Regions from separate parts of the Mus musculus genome. Here region 2 is linked to region 1. A link is a contact called in public HiChIP or PLAC-seq data. All regions are on one chromosome and are shown on one strand. Each heading gives the region's core, a stretch centred on a gene start, on an enhancer-like site or on the middle of the called end of the contact. The rest is flanking DNA. Distances are from core to core; before and after follow the strand shown. Region 1 holds the start of Usp7 (ubiquitin specific peptidase 7). Region 2 has its middle 19 kb from the start of Gm30310.

What was found. HiChIP or PLAC-seq counts read pairs in DNA pulled down with a chosen protein or histone mark.
Region 2: an HNF4G HiChIP or PLAC-seq map of pancreatic cancer cells shows a contact between it and region 1. The contact joins the enhancer-like site here to the promoter of Usp7 in region 1. A contact is called at or near these places in 13 of 39 promoter capture datasets (the 3T3-L1 cell line, 3T3-L1-derived adipocytes, the C10 cell line and 8 more), 11 of 484 Hi-C or Micro-C datasets (the AML12 cell line, B cells, bone marrow-derived dendritic cells and 8 more), 17 of 115 datasets of contacts at active chromatin or transcription factors (the 230-238 cell line, the SCID.adh cell line, bone marrow-derived macrophages and 10 more) and 4 of 9 other capture datasets (adipose tissue, embryonic stem cells, liver and 1 more).

Annotation. Positions count from the first base shown.
Region 1 is chr16:8,735,168-8,741,683 of GRCm38.p6, forward strand. It overlaps Usp7 (ubiquitin specific peptidase 7), which reads right to left and starts at 3,175. Exons shown (of 31, transcript NM_001003918.2): 1 at 3,037-3,175. The coding sequence starts at 3,118.
Region 2 is chr16:8,859,206-8,866,270 of GRCm38.p6, forward strand. No RefSeq gene overlaps it. Among named protein-coding and RNA genes, the nearest start is that of Gm30310, 19 kb to the right of the region's middle. Within about 2 kb of position 5,111, at least 91 of the 459 cell types and tissues checked have an H3K27ac peak or open chromatin away from gene starts, as enhancers often do. A contact at or near this core is called in the AML12 cell line, adipose tissue, embryonic fibroblasts and 2 more, where this site is marked.

The sequences.
Region 1 (6,516 bases), core at 1,925-4,424:
TGTTCTTATCCCTGGACTGTGGGCAGAAAGGCTGAGAAGACAGACTGGGAGCATCACGGGCTGAAAAGAGCAACTCTGCAGCAAGCAGACCCGATTGTTTGGCATCAAAGGGACACATTTCTGGGCCAGGGCTGATTCCACTGGGCTCTCTGAGGTGATGCTCACAGCAAGAATTCTTCCACTGGGACTGGAGAAATGGCTCAGAAGGATAAGAATGCTGGCTGCTCTTCTGGAAGAGCTGGGTTCAATTCCCAGCACCTACATGGATGGCTCACAACTGTCCAGTTCCAAGGGATCTGGAACTCTCACACAGACATACATACAGGCAAAACACCAATGCGTATAAAATAAAAATAAGTAAAACAAAAAAAAATATTTCTTCCACAAACCAAAGCCTACCTAAGCTGCAGTGGTCACACATTTGCTCCTGACAGCAAGTCTGTCCACTTACTCAGCTCTCAAATACTACATTCTGAAAGAAACAGTGCTCGAGTGCAGAAGTGTCACCCAGAGAACAGCACATTCTCCTGTTAGGGAGATTACTGTGAGCCACAAGCAAAGCACACAGCAAAGCTTGTGTGTCTTTAATAGAACCTACAGATATGTAAGCCACCTATATGTAAGCCACCTCTTCAGATAATGGGCCAGTGAAGCTAGACAATAAATGAACTGCCAAATAAATTCACCCCCAGTCAGATATACTCTGCCTCTACCTCCCAGCAAGAAGCAAGACAAGTTGCTTTCCCGGCCTTACAGACAGCAGGCTGTGGTTACACCACCAGTAAACAGACCCTCATTTTCTCTCTCCCCATATTTTTCCCTTCCTAATTTTCCTCAGCACTCCTAAGAACTTAAAATAACCAATTCTCTAGTGGATGTATGAGCACTGTGTGGTCACTCAAGAACAAATGTAACTCTGACAGAGTGAGGCAGGACCGCATACTAGCATACTAGCCCTGACTACCGATAGGAGGGGAAATTACAACCAACAGAACCAGTCTCCCAGCTTCCCTCTCCATCGAAACCACCCTGCCCTAGAGGGAAGGCAGACAGGATACGCCTCACAAAGCCTTCCTTCCCAAGCTGGTCATAGCTCTGACCCCCTCCAGCTGCTGGCTCTACCAAACCCAAGTAAATAATGGTGCTAGCCATTAGCTCCGGTCTAGATCCCATTTGCAGCCCGGCTTGTGAGACCTACCGAAGTTGTTAACTCTAAATTCGGCTATTCTGGACTTTGGAAGAAGTTATCAACCCTTCCTGATCCTAATTGACAACAGCACAGTACCCTATTTGCGGAGTGCAAAGCTAAAATAAGACTGTCTAACGTGCACTCCCACACCAAAGCACTATACTAGCTCACATGGCCACAGCCCTGAAAGACTGCATTTTCTACAGAATTAGCGCAAGAATAGAAAACTGAAAGCCACAACACCCATTAAACACTAAAACTCAAATACTAACTTTGATAGAAAATGAAAGTTTCACGAGAAAACTCTGGGAAGCAAGCATGAAGCCCAGGATATCATGGGTAAAAAAACCTGTGAAGATCTTCCACCACCCTAATCTCGTCAAAACTTTGGACATAGACATTTTTCCAGATACAGTCTGTATCAGAAATATGCCCCCCCCCAGCGCTGTCCAATCTTATTCTCACAAAGCCCTAGAGGAGCAGTGAGGAAGACTTGAAAGGAAAACGGATGTTCACGTTCCGAGCAACTCTCCACTTTAGACGTGCATGAAATTATAGCATAAAAGGAGTACACTAATCTCCCAAAGGTGAGTTCCATCAGCTATTTGGTTTAATCGCACTTGCCAGACACTCTGAAATTACTGATTTGCTGAGGCCAAGAGAAACAGCCTAGTCCTTGGCATGAACTTCAGCTTCCCCCTTCCCCCGGCCCCCTAGGGCCTTTTTCCCTCTGCTGCATGGTCAGACAATTGTTTGATTCCCACTGATCACCATCAAGTTATTCACAGGGGGGGTCAAGAGTCAGTATTCCTAGCCTAGAGCATGCTACATCATACACAACAAATACAGTTTTACCCCAACTTCCTAGGAACCTTCATTCATTTATGAAAGCCACTATCACTTGCTGAACGGTCCATTCATTGCCCCTCACTGGGATTCCTGCCTGTCTGACCCCTTTAGGGCAGGTAACCGCGCATACTGCCTTCACTTAAAGTACCAAGTCAAAAGAAAAGAAAATGACCAACCCAGCATGAGATCCCGAAGCCAGAGTCCCTCCACTGCGCTTTCACAGCAAACCTTGATAGCGAAGCTCTACAAACAGTATAAAATCCAGTACCAAGATAAATTCCTGCGGCTCCGGTAGAAAACATAGTTACCTCCAGAACTTAATCTGCTTCTGCAGTAGGCCAGCCATGTGCGGCGGAACTCCATAGTTTCAAGCACACTTTTTAGCCGGACGTGGACGGCACCACCTACAGCCAGGTACCCAAACTCCTCCACAAGCCCAGGTAACTTATAAACTAGGCGAACCTGAGTACTTTCCCAGCAAGTCCAAAGGCTGAGGGCAGCTGCGCGCCTTGCAGGTGTCTCCGCAATTAAGCGCGACGCCCGGCAGAGCGCTCGGAAGTTATTGGGGGGAGGCTCTCCGGGGGCGCGTTCAGAAGCAGGTGCAGGGGAACCTGCGCACCCGCTCCCATACCCACCCCAAGAGCTCAGGGGCCGGGGAGCAGGCCCAACCAGCCTGGCCAGAGCCACACACCCCGGAAAGAGGACGGTCCCCGGGGCCCGCCTCCCAACCTGGGTACCCGGAGCCAACACACCTCGATCCTAATTTACGACTCCGGCGCTTTGTGCCCAGCAGCCCGTGCGCTGCACAATGCGTGAACTCGGGGGTCCGGGGCCACCCCCCGCCGGGCCGCATGACTGTGCAGCCCCGGCCCGGCAAAAGCGCCGGGCCGAGCGGGGCCGAGCGGCAGCCCGGCCTGGTTAAAGATGGCGAGGCCCTCGCGTGGCTCCCGCGGCCGCCCGGACCACAATGAAAGCGCCGGCCCCGCTGCGGGCCTCACCTTCCATCTCCATGTCCTCGGGCTCGCTCAGCTGCTGCTCGCCCGCTTTCTGCTGCTGCTGCTGCTGCTGTTGGTGGTTCATGTCGGCCGCGGCCTGGGCCTCGCCTGCGGCCGGAGGCCCGGGCTGCGGGCCCGGCGGGCGGGCGGCTGCTAGCAGAGGCGGCGGCGGCGGCGGCGGCGGGGCGGCCTCCTCCTCTTCCTACCCGCGCGTCGTCGGCGGCGGCGGCCCCGGGGCGGCCCGCGGCGGGCGGCGGCGGCGGCGGCGGCGGCAGGGAGACGCGCACGTACTTGCTCGCGATTCGCCCAATCTCGGCGCCGAGGCGGGCGGGCGGCGGCGGGCCGAGCCGGGCGGCCTCCTCGCTCGCTGCGGCCGCCGCTGCCGCCGCCGCCGCCGCCGCCGCAGGGCCCGCCTCCCGCCGCCGGGGCCGGGGCTGCGGGGCCGCGGGCCGGCCGGGGGCGGAGGGCGGCCGGGCGGGGGCCGCGTAGTCAGCCCCGCCTCGGACCGGGCGCGGAAGGCTGGAGGCCGGGCGGGCCGCGGCGAGCCTGCGGGCCCGGGTGTGGGCTGCGGCGGCGACCGCTGAGGCTGCGCGGGCGGGTGACCGGCTGGCCGCGCTCGGGGCGCTGAGGCCTCCGCCTCCTCGGCGTCGTCGTCGGGGCTCCGGCAGCGGACGCGGCGCCCGGCGGCTCGGCTCGGCTCAGCTCGCTCTCAAAATGGCGGCGGCGTGAAATGTCACATCCGCATGGGGGGCGAGAGCGGAGCGAACGAGACGAGGGCGGGCGGCGGGCGGAGCGGGAGGCGGAGCGGGAGGCGGAGCAGGGAGCGGCCCGCCCGCCGCCACCGAGGAGCACCCACCCCGCGCGCCGGCCGCCCGCCCGCCAGCCCTGCTGGAGCGGGGCGCCGGGGTCTCCTCTGTGAGGCAGCGGAGCGCAGCCCAGGGCCGCGGGGCTCCGGCTGAGGGTAGGGGTGCTCGCGGGAACTGGGCTGGACAAGGAGCCCAAGGCGCGGCGCCGTTTTACGGCCCGTAACCGGCCCCGGGATTCTCACCCGGGCAAATACGTGGGAAACTTAACTCTTTTGCACCCTAGATCCAATAAGGCAAAGTGTAGTCCTTCGGCTCTCACCTATCCCAGCATTCATTTATTTCCTCTCTAGGAGATCAGGTTGGCCACGATCGTCCACTGGGAAAGAGTCTCTCGGGTAGTCCAAGCTGGCCTGGAACTTTTCATGGTGCTTGATGGACACCTGATCCTCCTGCGTCTACCTTTCTAAGTTTTAGGAGTCAAATTTTTTTAAAAGCGAACTTTTCAATACAAGAAATTTGAAGAGGGAAAATCTGATTGATTTAAGGCCTAAGCGCCAACTGACTTGGGGGGGGGGGGGTAGCACATGCCTTTTTAATCCCAGAATTTGGGAGGCGGAGGCAGAGGCTGAGGCAGTAGGATCTCTTCGAATTGGAGGCATGGCCAAGCCAACCAGGACTCAAACAAATCAACAACAAAACAAGAACATCTTGGCCTGAACGCTTCCCATCAAGGAACTTCCTCCTACCAGGTCCCAAAGGCACCTGATTCACCAGAAACCTGCCCCTTCCTCCTTCCCAAGGTCACCCAGAGTTGGGTGCAGGGGGTTGGGATAGTCGTACTGCAAATACTATTGAACAACTTGCTTTCACAAAAAATTAATTAGTAATAATAAAAAAAGAGCCTTTTCTAGCACTTCATGACTTGCAAGGAAAATAACCAGCTAGTCCAGGAAAAAAAAAATGCAACAATTTGCTATCTTGCCTTAGGACACCAGTCAACCCAACTTCCCTTGCTGAAGTTCAAAACCTAAACAGAGGCCAGCAAAATGGCAGAGTGGGCAAAGGTGCTGTCACCAAGTCCTATGACCTGAATTCCAGCAAGTTGGCCTCTGGTTTCCACTGTGCATGCTGCAAAAGCGCACACACTCAAATAAATATATGTACATGTAATTTTTTTTTTTTTACTTAAAGGGGGAAAAAACCCAAAGTGGATAAAGGAGAGATGGTTCTGTATCTTTTATCTAATGTGCCTGGAACCAGAAGTGTTTCACATCTCAGTCTGGGGAATTTTTGACTGTACATAAAAGGAGGTATCTTTGATAACAGAACCCAAATCAAGGTAAAATCCATATATTTCTGAGATACCTTATACATAATCTTATACAGAATTTTGTATTTGACTGCAACCCCGTACAAGGTCAGGTATAAAATTTTCCACTCTACTTGGGGCCAGCAAAAGGCTCAGCAGGTAAAGGCTGTTGCCACCACGCCTGACCAGTGAGATCCTTGAGCCCCACATGGTAGAAGAGAACTGATTCAATAGTCCTCTGACTTCCACTCATGCTCACGTGCCATCGCACATATGGTGGGGTGCCAATTCATGAGCACACACACAATCAAGTTCCATTTCCAGCATCATATTGGTATTCAAAAGTTTCAGATTTCAGAACATTTTAGATTTAGGAGTCTCTGACTAGAGCTATTTAACTTGAATATACACATAGTGAAATACTACATAGCAGTGAAAAAGAGTAAGATCCCGCCAGGCGTGGTGGCGCAAGCCTTTAATCCCAGCACTCAGGAGGCAGAAGCAGGCAGAGTCTGCTGGTCTGGTCTACAGAGTGAGTTCCAGGACAGCCAGGGCTACACAGAGAAACCCTGTCTCGAAAAAAAAACAAACAAAGAGTAAGATCCCACTATGTGTTACTTATAAAAGGGATGAATCATACTTTAAGAAAACAGCCCAAAGGCTACAAATACTTCCACCTCCATCAAGGTCCTTAGCAGGCAAAGCAATTTCAAGAAAAAGAGAAAAATAGATTGAACCTTGGCAGCTAGAGACTGGCATGTTGGGGCTTGGGGATTGAATGCTGTCTCTCTGTAAAGTTTTCAAGGAAAGACAGAGACAATAGACAGCAGAGGATAGCCTTGGAGTGTAATGAAAACACTCTCAAACAAGATCAGGGTCATAGGCTAGTCTACAGCAGAAGTGACTTCACTGTATACTTTAAATATCTATTTTATTATGTGTACATGTGTGCATGTACATGCCCACCCGTGAAGGCCAGGAGAGGGCATCAGAACCTGTGCAGCTAGAGTTACAGGCCAATGTGAGCTGGCCAATGAGGGAGTTGGGGACTGAACTCATATCCTCTGTAAGAGCAGCAACTGCTCAGAACCACCAAGCCCTAACTATACATTCTAGTCATGCTTTTTAACTGCTCCAAGACTATGATTTAACACTTTAAGAGCCCTTTGGCTTGTTAGTCTCTAGAAGTCACTGCTTTCTTTCTTTTGTATGTAGTGTCTCTGGGTTTATATGTATGTCCACATGAGTGTGGGTGTGGCTTACCAGTGGAGCTGTTCTAGAGAGCAAGCCTGCCTAGCCAGCTTGCTCTGGGGCTCCCCTTCTGCTCCTCCTGCGCTGAGGTTACAGGTCAACTGTGGACCATAAATG
Region 2 (7,065 bases), core at 3,861-6,360, 130 kb after region 1:
TGAGACAGGGTTTCATGTAGCCAGGCTGACCTCAAACTTGTCTTGTAGCAGGGGATGAACTTGAAGTCCTGATCTTCCTGACTTCACCTCCTGAGTTCTGGGGTGACAGGCCTGTGCCACTGTAATGGACATTTTGTATTTTATTTTAGAGAGCATGGGAATCTTGAGAATTGATGCTGCTTGGAATCAAGTCATGGGAATCCTGTTTAAAATTCAGTGTTCCCCTGCTTAGTTAAAGGGGGTTCTTGAAACGAAGAAGCTCCTTCTCACACATGGAGTACTTGTGACGTCTCTTACGGTTCTGAGAGCTGTTTAGGTATAGAGCTGGTTTCGGTTACTTTTCCTGGAAAAGGGAGCGTCTGGCTAGAATAGTTGAGGTGTATGGCAGGCTTGCTTGCTATGACAAGGTCAGGGCTTTACTTTATGATGGGATCTGCTTGCTCTTTGTGAAATTAGTAGGCCGCAGCTTGTGCTAAGTGGTCCTTGAGGTTCCAGCCCAGGTGTTATCGTTTCATGGATGCTCTTCCAAGTGTCTGGTAGCTTTGCTTCCGTTGTTTGAGTGCTTCAGTAAAGATGAGAAGCTACAGAAATGTACTATATAGCTTGTTGTATGTTTTACTGATTGTTTTCCATAAGAATAGGGTGAAAATCTTTTCAGTTTCTTTTATGCAGGCCTCAACTTTTCATTATTAGTCATAGTGCAGTAGCAACTATTCTGGCTTAACCTTTATAAGAATCTTCTACAGGCCGGGCGTGGTGGCACACACCTTTAATCCCAGCACTCGGGAGGCAGAGGCAGGCGGATTTCTGAGTTTGAGGCCAGCCTGGTCTACAGAGTGAGTTCCAGGACAGCCAGGGCTACACAGAGAAACCCTGTCTCGAAGCAAAACAAAACAAAACATCTTCTACAGGTGAAATTAACCATTCAGGCAAGGAACAGGCTTACATCTGTAATCCCAGCATTGGGGAGACTGAGTCAGGAGGAGGAAGGATAATCACGAATTTGGAGCCAGCCTAGTCTATGATGGTGAGTTTCAGTCTGGCCTCAGCGACAAAGTGAGACCATGGCTCAATTAAATAAAAACAACCACAAAAAAAACTACCACACTATCAAAGCACCAATGCAGATAGACCCTCGCATTGCGGTCACTTGTCTGTTGCCATGTATCCCAGCCAGCAGTATGGGTCTAGGCTTCTTTGCAGCAGACCTTGGAGTTTTATTTTCACCTCTCCTATGAAGGAAGCTGATTTACTGGGTGATTTGTGTGTTTCAGTGCCTGGCTGGCTTCTAGCTTTTTACCTTTCCTGGCCCAGTTTCATCATTTCTGAATGGTAAAAAAGCCTCTGACTGTGGGGCATGTGGGCAGGTCATAGCACCACAGATTTAGCTGTTGGTGTTGTAGAATTCTGTGCTCCAGGTCTGGTGGCCAGAGGAAGTCCTGGACGCACGTTGTCTGCCGCTGCTTTGGAGAGTTCCGGCATAGGTATCAAGACAAGACACTCTGGACTCTGCAAGCCCAGAGTGGTGTTTTGTAGCCCGCCACAGGAAGGTCTTAAAGGTATGAGCTGTCTCAGCTCCTGGGGACCCAGTAGCCTCAGTATTTACTTTTGTACTTAGAATGCACATATCCGGGGCTGGTGAGATGGCTCAGTGGGTAAGAGCACCCGACTGCTCTCCCGAAGGTCAGGAGTTCAAATCCCAGCAACCACATGGTGGCTCACAACCATCCGTAACGAGATCTGACGCCCTCTTCTGGAATGTCTGAAGACAGCTACAGTGTACTTACATATAATAAATAAATAAATCTTTAAAAAAAAAAAAAAAAAAAAAAGAACCAAATCTAGCTTTAAAAAAAAAAAAAAAAAGAATGCACATATCCCTAAGTCCACCCAGGAATTGTAGTGGAGATTTGAGGAGATTCTTAGACCATTGCTCTCTGTTCTTGGGGTACAGTAATATTGTGTAGCTGCAAGTGTTTTAAGGTTGAATAGAACTGTGTGGGTTACGGAATACACTGAGTAAGTGCAGGAAGGCTTGCCTCTTGCTCATCTCGGTTTTTCACATTGTGGACCAATGATCTCCAGTGAAAAATAACTCCTTCAAGAAAGTCAAGAGTACATACACATGTTCACAGCTTCTACTGATAAGCCTCAGACTCGGCATTCACCTTTTTGGAGGATGGATTTTTTTTTTTTTTTGAGACAGGGTTTCTCTGTGTAGCCCTGGCTGTCCTGGAACTCACTCTGTAGACCAGGCTGGCCTTGAACTCAGAAATCCGCCTGCCTCTTCCTCCCAAGTGCTGGGATTAAAGGCGTGTGCCACTGCCCGACTGGAGGATGGATTCTGTAGTTTCCTGGGTACTTGCTGAACATGCTGTATGATGCCATAGCAACATCACCTTCATCGTGAGAACCTGGGTCCTGGACTAGTAACACCCAGCAATAACTAGGGTGGGTATGGATAGTTCCTGGATGAGGAAATAGATTGAAATGTGGTTTTAAAAAGCCAGATGATGGTGAAGCATGCCTTAATCCCACTCACTTAGTCCCAGAGGTAGAGCCAGGTGATCTCTGAGTTTGAGACCAGCCTAGTCTAGTTCAGGACAGCCAGGGCTACACAGAGAAACCCTGTCTCAAAACAAAACAAAACTCAAAAGTTTTCATAAAAGGTCCCCCCCCCCCCCACACACACACCTTGGGCCTTTAGATTGCTAAGAACTATAGAACATGTGTGATTAGAAGCATGGATTTGGGTTGGTGAGGTGTGGATGAAAATCCAGTTTTGCCCCTAGCTACTTACCTTCAGCCCTTCCTGGATCCTGTTACATGGTGAAGATGTCAATAGACACTTGGATACCCTCTGATGTGGGCATCTCAAATTTTCCTTGGTCTCTTGGATTCTGTTCCAGTTTCCAGCCTCCAATTCTAAAACACTCTTCTCTCCAATTTCATAGTTTCAACTTTGTGTATTAGAAGCAGCCTTTCTCAAGCTGTACCCCAGAAAAACTAGGTATTGTTTTCTTCTTAAAGATACTCAAAGCTCTGTAAGTAAAGAACCACCACTCGGGAGCTGCTGACAGTTCTGCAGAAGGGGTGTTGGGCTGGCCCCTTGCTAGGTTCTTTGTAGGTGACCATTGGCACTAGGCTCATCAGGCCCTAGGCTTGGAGGAAGCCACTGTGATCATTGCATTTCTCTGGGGCAGGCTTAATCACTGGGCTGGTCAGGAGGAAGTTGGCATTGCCACTGTCAGAGGCTGTGGTATGACTCACCCGATATGACCTGGCAGTGCTGTGTCTCCTGTGGTTTAAAACATTCCTGGATTCACTTCCTGTGATTGATTACAAGCATATAGAGACCAAAGGTTTGGGGCAGAACAGCATCTACTTCCCTGATCACTGAAGTCTTTGGCTTAAAGTCCTGGACTCTTAACTAAACCTGAGAATTGGCTGCCCTCGGGCCTAGGTCTCTGCTGACCATCCTGCCCCTGGAGTCCTTCCTTCAGGCGCTCTGCCCTAACCACAGGCAAGCTGTAGGTTACCCCCAGAGTGTTGCAGTGGAATTTTCCTGGCAGATGGTGACATGGGAAGGAGAGTTAAATCCAGAGAACCTGGAGCTAGGGCTTCAGGTCTGTGCATGCTCAGCCTGGCGCTCTTGTGGGTATGCTCTGTCTACTGAGCATTGCTCCCTTGCTTTTCTCGGCATAAAGGTGAATTAAATAAAAGGAAGTTCTGAGTCCTGACATTTGTTTTAATGTTTTTTAAATGACACTATACTTGGGGGTTTGTATGTACAGGTACAGGTGAGTTTCTGCTCTGCAGTTCATCTAGGGCAGGTCTTCTGGAGCCACACCTGCTATGAGGGAAACGGAATTAAGGTCAAGTCTGATGGATCCAGCAGAGAAGACTTGGTTCTAAACTGCACCAGCCATTGCAGTAAACTCACCAGGTCCTAGATACAGAAGCACAGTTGCAGCTCATTACTTTTTTGTTTGGTTTTTGGTTTTGCGAGACAGGGTTTCTCTGTGTAGCCCTGGCTGTCCTGGAACTCACTCTGTAGACCAGGCTGGCCTCGAACTCAGAAAACTGCCTGCCTCTGCCCCCCAAGTGCTGGGATTCCAGACGTGCGCCACCACTGCCCAGCCAACCAGCTCATCACTTTTGAAATCCTGTTATAGGCTGGATGCCCTACCTTTAAAGATCATTCACAAACATCTGTTCTTGCAAGCCAGTAACCAAAAGTACCATTTCAGGTGTGAAGGACGATGTAGAAAGTGCTCCTGCCTGATAGCATATCAGAGGGTCCTAGTGGATCCTTTGAGATGACTGTGGCACATTTCTCCAAGAGAGTTGAGGTGGACCATGTACCCAGATGAGAAGACTGGCTTGTTTATAGGTGTGTGTGGGAAGCATAATGAGACTATCACCATGAACAGGTTGCCTGTGTTTCTAGCACTCCCTCCACCTTCAGTACAGTGCTAGCTAGTGCCTGCTGGATCTAAACCCCCTTTTAAACCTATTCCTGAAGCTTCTACCTTCATTTGGGTTTCTAGAACCTTTGGAATGCCAGGAAACCCACGTTTCTGGGTATTTAATAACATGCTTGCATGGGGTACTGAGGGGACCAGTATCTGGAAGGAAAGGCTCCTTAACGAGGAAGATGCAGATTATTTCTACCACCCCCACACCCTCAGCTGGCCCTTCTGAGGCATGGCCGGAGTTACCACTTTCTGAGCCACTTGAGCCTTCCTTCTCTTACTCCAGTTGCATGTTCTAGTGCAAAATTCTAATTCCTGACTTTTGCATTTTGTTTTGTGACTTCCTTACTGGTTTACTGTTTTAATGTGTCTGCATAAACCTGGGTGGCTTTGTCTCATGTAGTAAATACCTTCTTATCTTATTGATGAGAACAGTGAGGCACTGAAGGGTTAAGGGAATGGCTGAATCACCAGAACCAGGATCTATCCAATTTCTGGTCTGTCGAGAAAGCACTTGTAGATGGCTCCTGTTTATCTTACGTTTGGGTTCAAATCAAGGAAGCACAGGGGTGTGTGGGGTGCGTCAGTGCCTCACCTCTAAGTGCCCAGGGCCAGACTGCAAACATTTACATGACCCTGGAAAGCTTGGGTGTGGCACCCCTGAGTGATTCCAAGATCTTCTGGAAGCTACATGTCACCCAGGAAGGTAAACAGATTCTGCACTGTTTCTTACCTTGGAGCCAGGCCTCCACAAAAGCTCCATTTTCAAAAGGTCGGCCTGAATCCCCCTACAGCCAGGAACCCTACATTCTTCCGTGACTCACTTCCTATTTGGGTGGAAGCTTGTGGAGACAAAAATATTTCTAAGCTGCTTCCAGAGAAACAGGGCTCCGCCCCTCCCCCCCCCCCCCCCCCCCAGGGCCTTAAAGCAATAGGCCCTCCAGACATGCTGTCGCAGAGCTAATGAATTTTGGAGCAAGGCATGGTTTGAATCCAGTGGACCTGCTGCTATAACCCAGGGTCCAGGTGCTTCCTACCCCCTTGGTTCTCTGAAACTACACCTCCAGCACCCAAGGGACTCCCCAGAATCATTCATAGAAGGATCAGCACCGGTCTCACCTTGGCCTCCTTTGCATTTTGTCTCAAACTGGGTCTCAGTACTCTGACCCGCAGCCCATGTCATCTTAAGGTTTATCAAGTACTAAGCCAAGGCTGTGGATATATGAGGTGTGAGCAGGTTAAATGGTAGAAATAGGTGACTCCTTAAGGGCATGGTTTCAAAGCGGTCACCTCTTTAAGGACAGTCACGTGATTTGCCCTGTACCTGCCTCTGTGATTTGACCAGACTGAAGCACACTTGCACACTCAGCATTTTGATACTCCTACACTGGTCAGACTGGCCTTAGACTACAGGGATGTGCCTCCATTCCTTGCTTGTGTGTTCAGAGCACCTTGACTCAACGAAACCCACTGGGAGGTTCTGTTTTGGAAACCTGAAGAGTGGATTGGTGCTGTACCCTCCCCATCCTGGATTTGAGCTGGTGGTTCACCCAGGACCAGTGTGTGATGGTCACCCAGTGACCATCTTAGGGTCAGGTCCTGCTTCAGCCCTCTAACTTCTCATTCATTCCTAGATGAGGGATACAGCCATTCACCAGGGCTCTATCCAAAGTCCTTCCAGAGGTTCCAACTGTGGTTACAAACCTGTTAACCACTGGCCAGAGGCAAAAAACTCATGGCCAGTCCTGCAGAAACAGAGGTCAGCAGTCTTGAGGTACAGTGAGTTCCAGTTGTCACACCATTCTGATAAACGTTACCGAACCCTCCTGGGTGCTTTGAACACATGTACCATCTGGTAACCCTGGAAGCAGGAATGTGCACTTTCTCACAAAGGTAAGTGGCTTACTTCTCAAACTTGGACCCTTCGGAGCTTGAGATTCCATGGGAGAGTAACATTTGGGGTTATTTGATATCCTTGATATTGTGTGTCATGTTTTTAAGAATTATTTATTTCATGTATATGAGTACACTATCACTATCTTTAGACACACCAGAAGAGGGTATCAGATCCTGATTATAGATGTTTGTGAGCCACCATGTGTGTGCTTGGGAATTGAACTCAGAACCTTTGGAAGAGCAGTCATTGCTTTTAACCACTATGCCATCTCTCCAGCCACCCCTCCCCTTTAAATATTTATTTACTTTATGTACATGATTACACTGTAGTTGTCTTCAGACACACCAGAAGAGGGCATCAGATCACATTGCAGGTGGTTGTGAGCCATCGTGTGGTTGCTGGGACTTGAACTCAGGACCTTTGGAAGAACAGTCAGTGCTCTTAACCACTGAGCCATCTCTCCAGCCCTCCCATTAAGTTTTTAATCAACATCCTCCCACCAGACTTGATACCTTCACATCTCATGTTGATCTTCAGGCAGACTGCTGGTACACAAAGAACAGAAATAAATATCCAGCCATACTGCTTGCATGCACTCTTAAGTGAATGCTCAAAGCAGATGGTAGGAATTGATTTTCTGAATTAAGCTTAGTGTCTCTGTGTGTATATGTATGTGTGTGTGTGTATGTATCC